Regions from separate parts of the Mus musculus genome. Here region 2 is linked to region 1. Evidence: chromatin contacts called from public Hi-C data. All regions are on one chromosome and are shown on one strand. The core of a region is the stretch at or near the end of the contact, and the rest is flanking DNA. Distances in the headings are between cores, read along the strand shown.

The links. A called contact is a pair of places that touch in the nucleus more often than the background predicts.
Region 2: a contact with region 1 is called in a Hi-C map of CD8 T cells, with 3 times the contacts expected there. The contact joins two enhancer-like sites. A contact is called at or near these places in 2 of 39 promoter capture datasets (cranial neural crest and hippocampal neurons) and 1 of 484 Hi-C or Micro-C datasets (CD8 T cells).

What each region holds. Positions count from the first base shown.
Region 1 is chr13:6,630,189-6,636,962 of GRCm38.p6, forward strand. It overlaps Pfkp (phosphofructokinase, platelet), which reads right to left. Exons shown (of 22, transcript NM_019703.4): 2 at 5,737-5,810. Gm35730 (a long non-coding RNA gene) reads left to right here. Exons shown (of 3, transcript XR_382032.3): 1 at 1-2,336. Among named protein-coding and RNA genes, the nearest start is that of Gm35730, 5.8 kb to the left of the region's middle. Within about 2 kb of position 3,488, at least 128 of the 459 cell types and tissues checked have an H3K27ac peak or open chromatin away from gene starts, as enhancers often do. A contact at or near this core is called in CD8 T cells, where this site is marked.
Region 2 is chr13:8,453,318-8,460,091 of GRCm38.p6, forward strand. All of the region lies in intron 1 of Adarb2 (adenosine deaminase, RNA-specific, B2), which reads left to right. Among named protein-coding and RNA genes, the nearest start is that of Adarb2, 250 kb to the left of the region's middle. Within about 2 kb of position 3,759, at least 43 of the 459 cell types and tissues checked have an H3K27ac peak or open chromatin away from gene starts, as enhancers often do. A contact at or near this core is called in CD8 T cells, where this site is marked.

The DNA.
Region 1 (6,774 bases), core at 2,238-4,737:
CTAATCATTTCAAGATGAGAAACCAGGCTGGTATAAACCAGAAATAGACGTGTCAACTGGAGGACACAAGGACAGCAGAGACCCTCAGGGCTCTGGAGCTACAGGGAAGACGATGTAGGTTCCATTTTGAGAGATCTGTGAGGTCATGTCAGTATCAGAATTTGGGATTAAAATTTAGTATAGTAATAAGATTAAATTTTGTTCACAAAAGTTAACTGTATATAGCTGCCAATATAAAATATCGAACTTAAACTTAACTAAACGTAGGTTACCCTTTCTGTAACGTCTCTAAGAACGGCTCTTTTAAAATCTGCAGAGAACTTTCAACAATAGGACATTAAACCCACGCAATAAACTAAAGGCAGTGAGAATCTCGCCTTCTCCAGCTAGGTTAGGTTCACTTTTTCCTATCCTGGGTTGGATCCACCTTACTGGTTTTGTCTTAACACTACTACGGAGCTATGGCTTGCTGTGAGCTATTAAGGCAAAAATCAAAAACCAAACAAAATAAAAAAAAAAAGATTAAGAGCAATTAAGACAAACAGGAAGGGAAGAAAGTAATGAACAATCAGCTCACTACATAAGAAAAACTAGGTTAACCCACCAACCCATCCCATCTCTCTGGGAATGGAGCCCAAGGGCTCCACACGCACCACACGTACGCCTGACCCAGTTCCACGGGCCTGCAAAACAGCTGCCAGTCGGAACAGCTCAGCCCAAGCAGGTGCCAGACTTTTGTCAGAAATGCCAGGCTTTTCAGGTTCATACATTTTCTATGCACTTTCAGAAGAGAAGAAAGGGGAAAGGGGGAGCAAGAAGATAAGCTTGAAGAGAGGAACAGGAGAAGGAAGAAAAGTAACAGGGAAAGGGGGTAAAGGAGCAGAGAGAAGAACCCACTATTTAACCAATACTAATCTGTTTAACTGTTCCAATCATCTGGTGATCTTGAAAGTTCTGGGTAGACTGAGAAACTGGAACATACATTCAACAATGTGTTTTATAAAAAAGAAGAGGAAGGCCAGTGATATGCTTGGTAGGGTAAGGTATGGTGCGGTGGAAGGGGGTGCCTCTGCTGGCCCATGCTGAGGCATCCCTTCCCCCTGAGGTACCAGCCACATGAAGGGTATATATAGAATAGAGTTTATTTAGGGCGTGGGGAGGGAAGATGAGCAGAGTAGTAGAGACAGACACAGAGAGAGAGAGAGAGAGAGAGAGAGAGAGAGAGAGAGAGAGAGAGAGAGAGATGAGGCTGGCTATGAACGGAGGGGGTAGGGGGAATGGGGAGAGACGAGACAGAGGGGGAAGAGAATTAAAGAGCAAGAGAGTGAAGAGGGGGCAAGCAGCCCCTTTTATAGTGAGTCAGGCATACCTGGCTGTTGTCAGGTAACTGTGGACTGGAGCCTAGAAGAAATGCTAACATACATGAAACAACACGTTGCGATGAATCACTAAATGATGCTTAAAAACAATCCTGGGCACCTTTTGCATTCAAATCAAATAGATTGGGACTAGAAGTCCCCAGTGAGAGGGACTGTGCCTCCAGGGAACATGGCCATCTCCGAAGGATCTAACTATTGGGAGGAGGTGCTTCTGGCAACAACAAGGTAGAGGAAGGATGCTCCCTAACACCCTGCGGTGCACAGTACTTCCATTGCCCACCCTAAAAGATCTGTCCCATCTCAGCCGCCACACAGTGCTGACTCAGTGCTAGGTCAGCTCATGATTCCCAGAAGGTCCGGGAGTACATCAGTTCGGTCACATGCCTCCGTTCTGGGCCTGGCCGCAGACCAATGGAGTCAAAGGCAAGCAAGTCTTTGTGCCCTGCAACCAGCCGGCAGCCAGCCCCTTTGGAGCTAGTGCTCAAAACCATTCCGCATGTTTCTACCAGTGAGGGGGAGAGAAAGATCACCTTTGTTTTCTTCCTGCCCTTTCTTCACTATTTTCCCTCCCCTCACCTCCCCACCACCCCGATTCTTTTCCTGAGGTTTGGAGGCAAGGTCTTATCTGAGACTGGCCTGGGACTCACTAGGTAACCAAGGATGCCTTTGAACTCCTGAAGCTTTCCTGCCTTCATCATATCCAACACAGCTATTGCTCCCAAGGGTTGAATGAAGACGCAGGGTCAAAGGGTTAATGCCTTCCTTCCCAGGCCCTGACGGGGCTGCTTGCTGTGGCTGCACAGGCTCCTACTTTATCCTTGGAAGAGGTGTGCTAGGATTCTAAAGCTTTGGATTGCAAAAGGCAGCATGGCTGCGACTGCATGTGTGACTCAGTGGAGGCCATCCCTGGAGGTGTCAAGTTCTGTACAGAAAGGTACAGCCAGCCCCTCACACCAGGTAAGCTGAGCCAGAATAATTTCCAGCCTTATTCCAGGTCACCAGGGCTTTGCTGTCAAGCACGTGGGTAAAAGCTAACAGATCTGGGGGTGGGGGGCTTTTTTGTGTTTTAAAATTAGAGAAGTGAAAGTTTTACATCTACACTGGATGATGACGCTCCACATTACTCAGGCACTGCTTATTGCCACTGAAGGAAAGAATCTCATACATGTGCCGAGTCCTCCGGCATCATCGCCTCCCTCTCACAACGAACAAGGCTTCCAGAGTCTCAGACTGAACATTTACTCGCTTCCCCCAGCTCAGCAGCTAGCGGGTTCAAAGAGTGCATAAGCCAATCCAATAAACCCTGCCTTACAGTCATATATTGTTAGTTCTGTTTCTCTAAAGAGCTCAGAAAACAATACTGTAGAGGATAAATCCAGTTAGCCTCAAAAGAAAGATTAAATGTCTTCTGTTGTAGGCTGACAAGATGTTCTCCCTCTCAACTCTTTAATTTGTGAAATCTGTAGAGTCTAGTCGCCCCAGGTCTGGAGTTATGTAAATACCATCAGAACTCAGACAGATAAGACAGACAGATAAGACAGGATTCGACAGAGCAAAGTACAGACACACAAGACGCAAGAATTACAGACACAGGGCAACTGAGGAACTGAGAGTTTACCAGGTAGCAAAGTTAGACCCCACACACAGACATCAGCTTGTAGTCTCTTCCCCAACTAACACTCAAACCAGAGTGGACTCTTTATGGAACAGTGGGCTTCTCATAATTGTTAGAATGGGACCAACCGATTCTTCAAAGTTGAGGGTTATCGTATCCATTTTAAAAGGTGTTAGACAGAGTTCTGCTGCTACCACCTGGCTGCCAGGTACAATAATCTCTCTAACAAAACTGTCTTCAAGCAATGGCAAATGTCCTTCTGTATAAGTCAGCCCTAAGGTAAACTTGGGGGCGGGAGAGGGGTCACAAGGCAGAGCTCCTTCTGTCCCTGCAAAGGACTGAACAGTAACTTGGGGAAGGACAACTGTTTGGGGAGCATTCGGTTTGACTATGAAATAACAGAAATAACTTCCTTCCTTCCCTCATATGCCCTACTGAGCCCCCAGCAAGATCAAAGCAGTGACTCACGTGGGACTCTCTACTTTCCACTAGGTGCTCGGCTGCACGCAGCAAGAGCAGAGGACACCAGGGCTATGGCCTGAGTAGAAATCACATGGGCTCCTGAGAGAACGTTCTGTAGACTCTAAGTCATAGTGAATTTGAAAGTGCTGCTAATTTTAACAGGAAACCTCATCTGGCGCTGCTCCAACCCCAAAGAGCTCATGAAAGCCACATTTACTTATTAAGAACTGCTCTGCTCTCGGCCAGAATGCACAGTTTTATCACAAGGCTCAAGGCAAAAGAGAGTGAGAGAGAGAGAGAGAGAGAGAGAGAGAGAGAGAGAGAGAGAGTGAGAGAGGTGGGGCGCGTTGGGGGTGGGGGGAGTGTTGGAGGAGGTGAGAGTAGCTACCTCTGTTCACAGGCAAGCTCTGAAACAGAAGCAGAAGGAACAATGTCGAGATCCAACTGAAACGTGGGGCTGACACTTGAAGCCCAGTGGTCCTAATGGATAAGTCAGCCGTCCCCCCATAGCCCCTGCCACACTCTCGGGGCAGGCGGCAGAGGAGGAAGAGAGCTTATGGTCTGTGTGGCTTGGATCCTAATCTATGATTATACCTCACGGAGCAGAGCAAGGGATGGCAGCAGTCAGGACCAGAGCCCAGGAATGGAAATTCACAAGGCAAATTTGACCTTCACGTGTTCCAAACAGTAAGCGCCAATGCGGTCAGAATGGACTAGGGGCTAGAACCACCGCAAACTGCCCAAATGTAAGAAACAAATTGCACGCAGCCACAGAGTCTGAAAAGCAAATTAAAACACAAGGGTCGAGGAAACCTCTACCAAGCAAATGATAAACACACGGTGCAGTCGTTTTACAAAAGAGAAGTCGCATGAGTATACCAGCAATGAGACACCTGCCTGCAGGCATCTGATGTCATCACTCGGGAGCCATGGGGTTCAGAGTTAGGGTTGGAGGGGCTTTCAAAAAATGCTTCTGCAGCTAGAGGTATCTATCACAATGGTCATGGCTTTTAGCCGATTGATGCCATCATCTGTGGACCAAGGCACAGATCTAAAACAGAATTTTAAGTAGTAACGTAGACCTGAAAGTGTTTAGACAGTTTTTAAGTAGTGAGGAGTAACCTAAATGGACGAGTGACATAGGAATCTTACACATCAATTTGATGGGGCACTACCCCTTTTGCTTCTAGGGCAATTCCCCTGTCTCTCTGCCCTCCTACCTTGTCACAGTACTAAAGGGATTATAGATGGGTGTGACCACAGTGGCTTCTACAAGACTTCTGTGAAATCACATTTGGGTCCTGTTACTTGTGTGGCAAGCTCTTACCCCACAGAGCCATCTCCCCGGCCTTGAACTGATTGTTTAAAAAAAAATAGTTCTCTTCCTTTTTGGGCTCCAGTTTACAGATATAAAAATAAAATCCTGCTCCTTATATATAGTTCTGGAGATAGAGCGACTCGGTACACGTTGGTTCCTTCTCGGGTGCTCCGTATTTCCTAAGCAGCCAGGACCACAAGCCCAGGAGACATGGAGCAGTTCAGGGTGGCCAGTAACTGTTACTTAGTTTCAGTGTGTGTTAGTACTAGAGATAATGGATTCATTGTGGCACTTCCCTACATATTTCTCCTCATTCATTCCCTTCCTCTCCCCAGAGTCCTCTTAACCCCTCTTGCTACCACCCCTCCCCCAACATATCTCTGCGGTCCTCATGTCACAGACATTTTGTCACCTTCTCCCTTTCCTGTTCTATGCCTTTAGATGTCTTTCTAGTTTCATATCACACGCACACACTTAAAATCTAAGATCTGCAGGAGAACAAATTTGTTCATCTTTCTGAGGCTAGTTTATTTCACTTAACATGAGGATTTCCAGTTGCAGTTGTATCCACTTCCAGGCAAACTCATGACATCATTTATTTGTGCACTAATAAAATTCCATTAACCCAGATTCTTCACTGTGAAGCCAAGACATGAGCAGGTGCTAGGGTGTGGTGTCAGCTTCACATTAATGACAGAAAGCACAAAAGGGACGTCTTTCCGTTTCTGGCACTAGTCTTTGAAATCCACTCACAAGCTGACATCCTCAGAATCATTGACCCGGGAATCAAGACCAGGAAGTTGATCCCAGCCTGACTTTTGTGCTGTCTTATCTCCTTCTCCCTGTCACTTCTGAGGCTCAGCCAAAGGAGGAGGCAGCAAGAGAGAGACCAGGGCTGTGAGCAAGTGGGTGGTGCAAATTCCTGAGTTAGAGAAAACGCCAAATGGGAAGCAAGCACTGACCTCATATATAAAGTACACTTTGGCCCCCGTGTAGATTCCCATGCGCACCACAGCGCGGACAGCAGCATTCATGCCTGTGGAAGGAACAGAAGCAGTTGTCAGTAGAGCTTGAGGCCCTAGTTCACCTAGTCCTAGGTAAACTGCGGAACTGCCTATGCTCCCTGTTTCCTCGTGGCCTGTGACTATGACACATACCTCAAGGATTAGTAGAGTGAATACAAACCTGGAAACCAAGTTACCCAGCATATTGGGGTTCATCGGAGGGTGGGGCTCACATTGAAAAAGAGCCTGGGATATTTTAAGTTCAGAATATCACTCATCAACTTTCTTGAGACTAGCTGGAGGCTGAATAAAGCTTGCAGCTCCTTTGTCTCCTGAGTGCTAGGATGGCGGATGCCTGCTCTGCAGTACAGAATGTTAAGCAACTCCAGACAGACACTAAGGAAAACAGAGGGCAGATATTGACGGCCAGATTCAAAGAAGTTAATAACGAAGGGGGCAATGGGGCTGTGGCTTGAGGAGAAGCTGAATAACTATGTATTTCATCCCTGGCCATCGGTGTGACTTTACAAAAAAGTCCTAAGTACAAAACAAGTCATACCATTTTTATTAGAAGAGAAAGTAAGACAAGCCAACCTCCTGCAAATCTCCGTCCATCCTCAGGAGAGACCAGGGTTCCACACTTTAAAGAGCAGCAGTGGACAATGTGTTAGCATGAAAAGGCCGGAAGCTCACATCTACTTTCCACTGAGGTAACAGTTTTTGGAAACTGAGAACTGGCTTTCGTGGCCTGCCCCGTGGTGTAACAGTTGAAGGCTCTTGCATCATCTTAGCTCAGGGTCAAAGGCCCAGCAGGAGAGAAGGAACAAGTAATATAATAAGAGCCACGCCCAGCACGGATGGAGCCTTTAGCCTCAGGATGGAAAGCAAAACTGGGCTCTCAGCCAAGTTCCTCTGAGCCCACCATTCTCTCCAATTCTCCCACCCTATGTCTTGACATTTGGGGAGACAAATCTCAGACATAGACATGCTAGACTA
Region 2 (6,774 bases), core at 2,509-5,008, 1.8 Mb after region 1:
GCCACACAGGTTCTTGACAGGGAACAAAACTGAAAATTTGGCTTGGTGATATATACACAAATCTCAACACTCAGGAGGCTAAAGCAGGAAAATCAAACATTTGAGGCTACCCTAGGCTATGTATAAAACTGTTCTTCAAAAATAAAAAAACAAAAGCTACAGTTCTGTTTAGTTACCTTCTTAAAATATTCAGTATTTGTTAAATATCAGAAGATGTTATTATTAATGCATATCTATTTTATTTCAAATGTGATCTTCTAATCAAAACTGTTTACTAAAATTCACCCCTGAATATATTTCCCTTTTGTGTTGTAGACATTCATGAATAAATAAATATATGATTAATTAAATTATTCTTTTATGTTAGCAAACAGATTGTCACTTTAAGTCACCCTATAAGTGTTAAGATGGGTTAGGAAATCGCCATTGTTTTTCTCATATAATTCCCTCTGACAGTTGTAAAAACAACATTTCCTCTGGAATGATGGTTTGAAAGTAATACCAGATCTACCCTCTATAATTTTCTAAAGAGAGAAAAGAAATACCAGTACTTTCACATATCTTATACTCAGTTAGCTTACAAATTCTTTTATTTTTTTCAGTTAGACTCTTTTTTGTTGTTATTTTGTTTTTTTTTAATTAAGGTTTCTCTGTGTAGCCTTGCCTGCCCTGGAACTCACTCTGTAGACCAGGCTGACCTCCACTCAGAGTTCCACCTGCCTCTGCCTCCAATTGCTAGGTTTAAAGGTGTGTGCCATCATCGTCTGACTGAGATGGAAGCTTCTTTTTTTTTTTTTTTTCGGGTGACACTCCATGTTTAATTGGCAAGATTTTATTTCTTTTTTAGGGTTATGGAAAACAATGACTCATCTTACTATTGTGGTATGTTATATTCTTTTTTTTTTTTTTCCTTTTTTTTTTTTCCATTTTTTATTAGGTATTTAACTCATTTACATTTCCAATGCTATACCAAAAGTCCCCCATATCCACCCACCCCCACTCCCCTGCCCACCCACTCCCCCTTTTTGGCCCTGGTATTCCCCTGTACTGGGGCATATGATGATAATGATCTTGATAAAGTGCTGCTGCTATTGGTGACAGTAATTGCATCAATGGAGACAGTAGATTTGATGATGGTCTTGATGAAAGTGGTGACCATGATGTTGAGGAGGTTATTGATGATGATGTCAATGGTGACGATAATTACGTCAGGGATGATGCCAATGGCAATGACTATAATGTTGGTGGCAGTAATGACTATTTTGTTGATTAGGTTGTTAATGATGGTCCAAGTGGTAATGATAATAACTTGTGATGATGCTAATGGTAATAATAATACAATGATAGTGGTGGCAATGATGGCCATCATGTTGATGGCAACAGTGATGGTGACAATCATGACGGCTACAAAGGTTTGCACTTTTCTTCAGATTCTTAGTGACATGGAATATATCTATAGCCTGTCAAAACTTCATGTAATTTAGAAACCAAAGTCTGCTCTAAATTATTGCTAGGAACATGTTCTTCATTTAGCTTTGCTTTGTAGCTGGCAGAGACAAATGTTAGCATCATTATCATCTGAGTCCTTATACATTCATTCTTTTCATCTGAATATATCTGTGGTGTAAAACTGGAACAGTGACCCTTCTAAAAAAATATACTCAAATAAATAAATAGAAAATGAAACCAAATTATCAAGCACAAATTAGCAAACAGTAAAGAACTAAAGTTTTCTCTAGTCTGTGCCACCTGAAATCTTGTAAAGAGTACACATATCCCATTGTCAAATGGCAGGGATAAAATACTGTAAGTATGATGCTGCTGAAATTCCAAATCCTGAGAAAATGTGACTACATAATTAAAGGTGTATAAGATGGTAACTTCTACTTGTGTTAGTGGTTGTAATGATGCATTTTGAAAAATAATGGATAGACACTAAAAGTGGGAGCCAGAGAGGATAGTTCAGTCACATGCCTGAAACATAAACAGTTCCCCACCAAAAAAAAAAAAAAAAAGACAACAAGGCATGCTTCCACAATGCTATCAAGAGATGTTCAGAAATAAGAAGATTCATTAAAGCTCATTGGCCAGCCAGCTTAGGCAAATAGAGTGGACTACAGATCAAGCGAGAGAGACCCTATCTGAAAAATTAAGTAAACTGCAATTGAAATAGACATGTAACATTGAACTTTGGCCTCCACACATACAAACACCTTCATACATATATATATACAACATATAAACACACATATACACACATTCACTGTTGTTGTATAGTTCTAAAATATATCAGAGACTTGCAGTTTTGTGAGGGGTTTAATTCATTCATTTTATGTTATGTTTCTGAGTGTTTTCCTTGCATGTATGTACTTGCTACTTGTGAAATCCTGGTTCCCTTAAAGGCCAGAAATAATTATTAGATTCCCCCTAGAATAGTAGTTACACATAGTTGTGAGCCATGATATGGGGACTGTGAACCAAACTTGGTTTCATCTGTAAGAGGCACAAGTATTCTTCAGCACTAAGTCATCTCTCCAGCCATGTTCTGGGCATTTTTAAGTAGTGCCATGCTTTTTAGCACTTAGTATGGCCTGTATAGCATGGACTGTCCATCAAGGCCTACAGTAGACAGTAACAATGCTTTCATTGCCTTGTCCTGCAGAATCCTGTTCTCCCATCCTGGGGTCTTCCTGACTTCCTGCCGTCTGCATCCTCATCCTCTAGTCATCTCACAGTCCAGCTTCCAGTCATAAGATGCATGCTGTGAGACAACTATATCAGGCTCCTGTCAGCAAAATCTTGTTGGCAAATGCAATAGTATCTGGTTTTGGTGGATGTTTATGGGATGGGTCCCCAGGTGCAGCAGTCTCTGAATGGTCATTCCTTCAGTCTCAGCTCCGAACTTTGTCTCTGTAACTCTTTCCATGGGTATTTTGTTCCCCCTTCTAAGAAGGAATGAAGTATCCATACTTTGGTCTTCCTTCTTGAGTTTCATGAGTTTTGCAAATTTTATTTTGAGTATTCTAAGTTTCTGGGCTAATATCCACTTATCAATGAGTGCATATCATGTGTGTTCTTTTGTGATTAGGTTACCAGGGCTGGGGAGCAGAGGGAGCAGGAGGGTATAGGGGATTTTCGGAGAGGAAACTAGGAAAGAGGATAGTATTTGAAATGTAAATGAAGAAAATATCTAATAAAAATAACACACACACAAAGATGCATCCTGTGGTACCTCCTCCATTCATAAGATGCACACCATGGGTACCTCCTCCATTCATAAGATGCATGCTGTGGGTACCTCTTCTGTTCATAAGATGCACACACAGTGGGTACCTCTCTCATCTCTGCCCCAATCTTGTACTTGGACAGAAACCTTTTCAGGCTAACAAAGAGTTGCCATCGGCTGCTAGAACAAAGCAGTAACCCTGTGGAGCATAAAACAACTGAGATGCATAGTTCTCATAGTTCTACAGGTCAGAGATTCAAAATTCAAAGTATCAACAAAGCTGCATTATCTGCAAAAGGTAGAGGAGGAGTCTTCTAGGCTCTTTCCACTTTCTGAAGATCTACCATTACACTCTAATCTTTGTTGTCACAGCCTTCTCCAAACAGGTCTCTGACTTGATGCTAGCTGTATTGACCCCACACAATAACATCTGTAATGAACATATACCTAAACAAGGTCAAGTTCTGAGCACATAACAACTGGCAAAACGCCTTATCTGTTATCTGTGAAGGGAAGGCACATAGTATAACCCACAGTAACCACTACATGAAGTTCCCGCCCAGCTGTGGTTGCCCCCTCCCCCACTTCCTGTTTTATTCCTCTGGAGAGTAGTTACTAAAACCTGACCAACCTGTTCTTTCTCATATTTGATTCACACAATCTCGCTGCCTGAATCATACTATTTAACCTAGATTAGCTCTTAACTCATAGGCAATTCTCCTGCCTCAGCTTCCAAATGCTGAGACTAAAGGTGTGATCCACCATATCTGATACAACCCAGTATGTCTCGTTCAACACTAAATTTTATTTCTACACGGGGGCTGGTTGATTTTTGTCAACTTGAAATAACCTGCAGTTAAGTGGAAGGTGGATTCTTGATAAAGAAATTACTTCCAACAGATTTCCTGTAAGCAAGTATGTTGGGCAATTTCTTCAATGATAGGTTGGGGAGGGCCCAGTTCACTGTGGGTATGCCATCCCTGGGCAGACAATCCTGTGCAGGGTAAGCAAGCAGGCTGAGCAAGCTAGTGGGTAGAAAGCCAGTAAGCAGCATTCTTCCATGGCTTCTGATTCCGCTCCTGCCTCCAGGTTGCTGCTCTGAGTTCTCATCCTGACTTCCTTAAGTAATGGAGCGCATCCGGAGAGCTGCAAGCTGAAATAAACGCTTTCTATGTGACTTTTATCTTAGCAAAAGAAACATAACTAAGACCATATGCGTCTTTATTGTATTTTAAACTCAGTTCCCCAAGTCAGAAAGCAGAGACAGAAAGAAAACCATTGAATGAGGGATCAATACCCACATTACAAACTAAGCAGTAGAAGTTACTGAAGGCTAAGAGAAAGAAATAACAATAACTTTCGTTCTGAAGCATTTCCCAAGCCATCAGTAGCTCTCTTTTGTCTTTCCCCCCATTTTGTTTTGCAGTGATCCAGACAGGCCAGCAAGAGAAGTGTTTCCTACTTTTTAACACAGTAAGACTGAAACTCAGAGGGGTGCCCCACTCAGCTGAGAACCACACAGGCAGAACATGAAAGCCAGCCTTTCGTCTTGGTTTTTGATTTTCATTTTCTTTTTCTCTTTTTCCTGAAATCTTATGTCAAAGAAATCTACAACCTTGTTGTGAGGTGGGGTGGAGATGGGAGGGTGTTTGAGTAGAGAGGACCACAAGCTTCGAGCCAGATGTAGGCTAAGGGCGGGAGTTTTTCAAGTTCACAAGGCTCATCAAGTCTGATTTTGCTCATTTTATTTTTGTTTTTCACAAACTGGATGCACCTTAGCTCTGGACTTTTTAACTAATTGGAACCACTAATTGTCAAGAAGAATGACAATTGAGTTGACAAAGTTTCAAGTCAAATGGGAAGGGCTTTCCTTCCTTTCTAGACTTGCTATCAAGGGGTTCTTTTTTTTTTTTTTTAATCAAATAAAGGACATTGGCATATTCTGTAGATGCCAAAATGCTAGGTGTCAATGTGATTATATAAAACAGAATAACAACAATAGCAACAAAATGTTTCCACAAAAAAAAACTTGCAATGTTGTAAGAGCTAGAGAAAGATTGCTTGAGACACATATTCTTTTATTATTAGCAAATATGACATGTTCCTTCAGAACTCAGTGTCCATACTCCCTTCCCCTAAACATGAGGTTAAACACAGTCTCCTACCTGCTTACATGGGAGCTTCCCAAAGTGACAGCTATGCTAGCTTTGAGAAAACAAGGCAAGATGCAAGTGCAGCTCGTGCTTGGGTTATTTCAGTGTTGCTATTACCTTGACTGAGCCAACCACTTGATTTCCTTGATTCTCTTTCCCCAGAAGAATTATTTATTGATAGTTCTTCAATTTCTTTCATACATGTGCACAACATACTGTGATCATATTCATACCTGTCCATTACGCTTTTATCCCTCCTACTTAGACTCTCTTTCATGTCCGTGTGTGTGTGTGTGTGTGTGTGTGTGTGTGTGTGTGTGTGTGTACATATGTGTGTGTATGCATGTGTGTGCTTGTTGTGTTCATGTGTGCAAATGTGGGTACATGTGTGTGTATGTATGTTCATGTATGTGTGAATGTGCATGTATGTGCATGCTGTGTACATGTGTGCACATATGAGTACATGTGTATGTATGTGTGTGCACATACAAGTCTTATGTAGGTAATCACATTAATTAGATTGCAAAGTAGTAGATTTCCTCAGGTATTTTCACACATACTTAGTTTCAGTTGGGCCACTCATTCCTCGCTCACATCCATTTCTCAGCTTCTATTACTGGCTTACATCCTTCTTCAGTTTTCCCGCTTCCATTTTCAAATCACAGTGTTCTATTATGCCCCCCAAACACCTCCACATGTCCCTTCCTTTTGAGGTCATAGGTTGCTTGACGGTTTCCTGGTCTCTATATACACTCACTCCCATACCAAAATAACTATATAAAAATTAGAAGCTGGGACGCACGTATGAGAAAGAGCATACAGTGTTTGCTTTTATCTTTTCCAGTTTCATTCATTTCCCTGAACTCTTCATGATTTCAGTTTTCTTTATGGCTGAATAAAATCCCATTGTATATCCGAACCACATTTTCATGACCTATTCATCTGTTCTTGGGCTTCTCAGCTGATTTCATTTCTCGCTTTTGTGACTAGAGCAGCAGCAAACATGGATGGGCACATGTGTACGATATAGAGTCCTCTGGTGTGTGTCCACAAATGCTATAGCTGGATTGTATAGTACTTCTTGTTTTAGATTTTTGAGAGACTTCTGCACTTACTTCTATAATGGTTGCATCAATTTACAACAGAGAACGAACCCCTTCTCTATCCTCCCTCGTCAGAATCTGTTGCCATTTGTCTTCTTGATGATAGCCATCTGACTGGGCTGAGACAGAATCTCAGTGTAGTTTTTAACTTGCATTTCCCTGGTAGCTAAGAATGTTTAACAGGCTTTAAATATATTTCTTGGTCATTTATATACCTTCTGAAAATTCTCTGTTTAACTCATTTACCAATGTGTGTGTGTCTGTGTATGTGTCTGTGTGTGTGTATGAATGC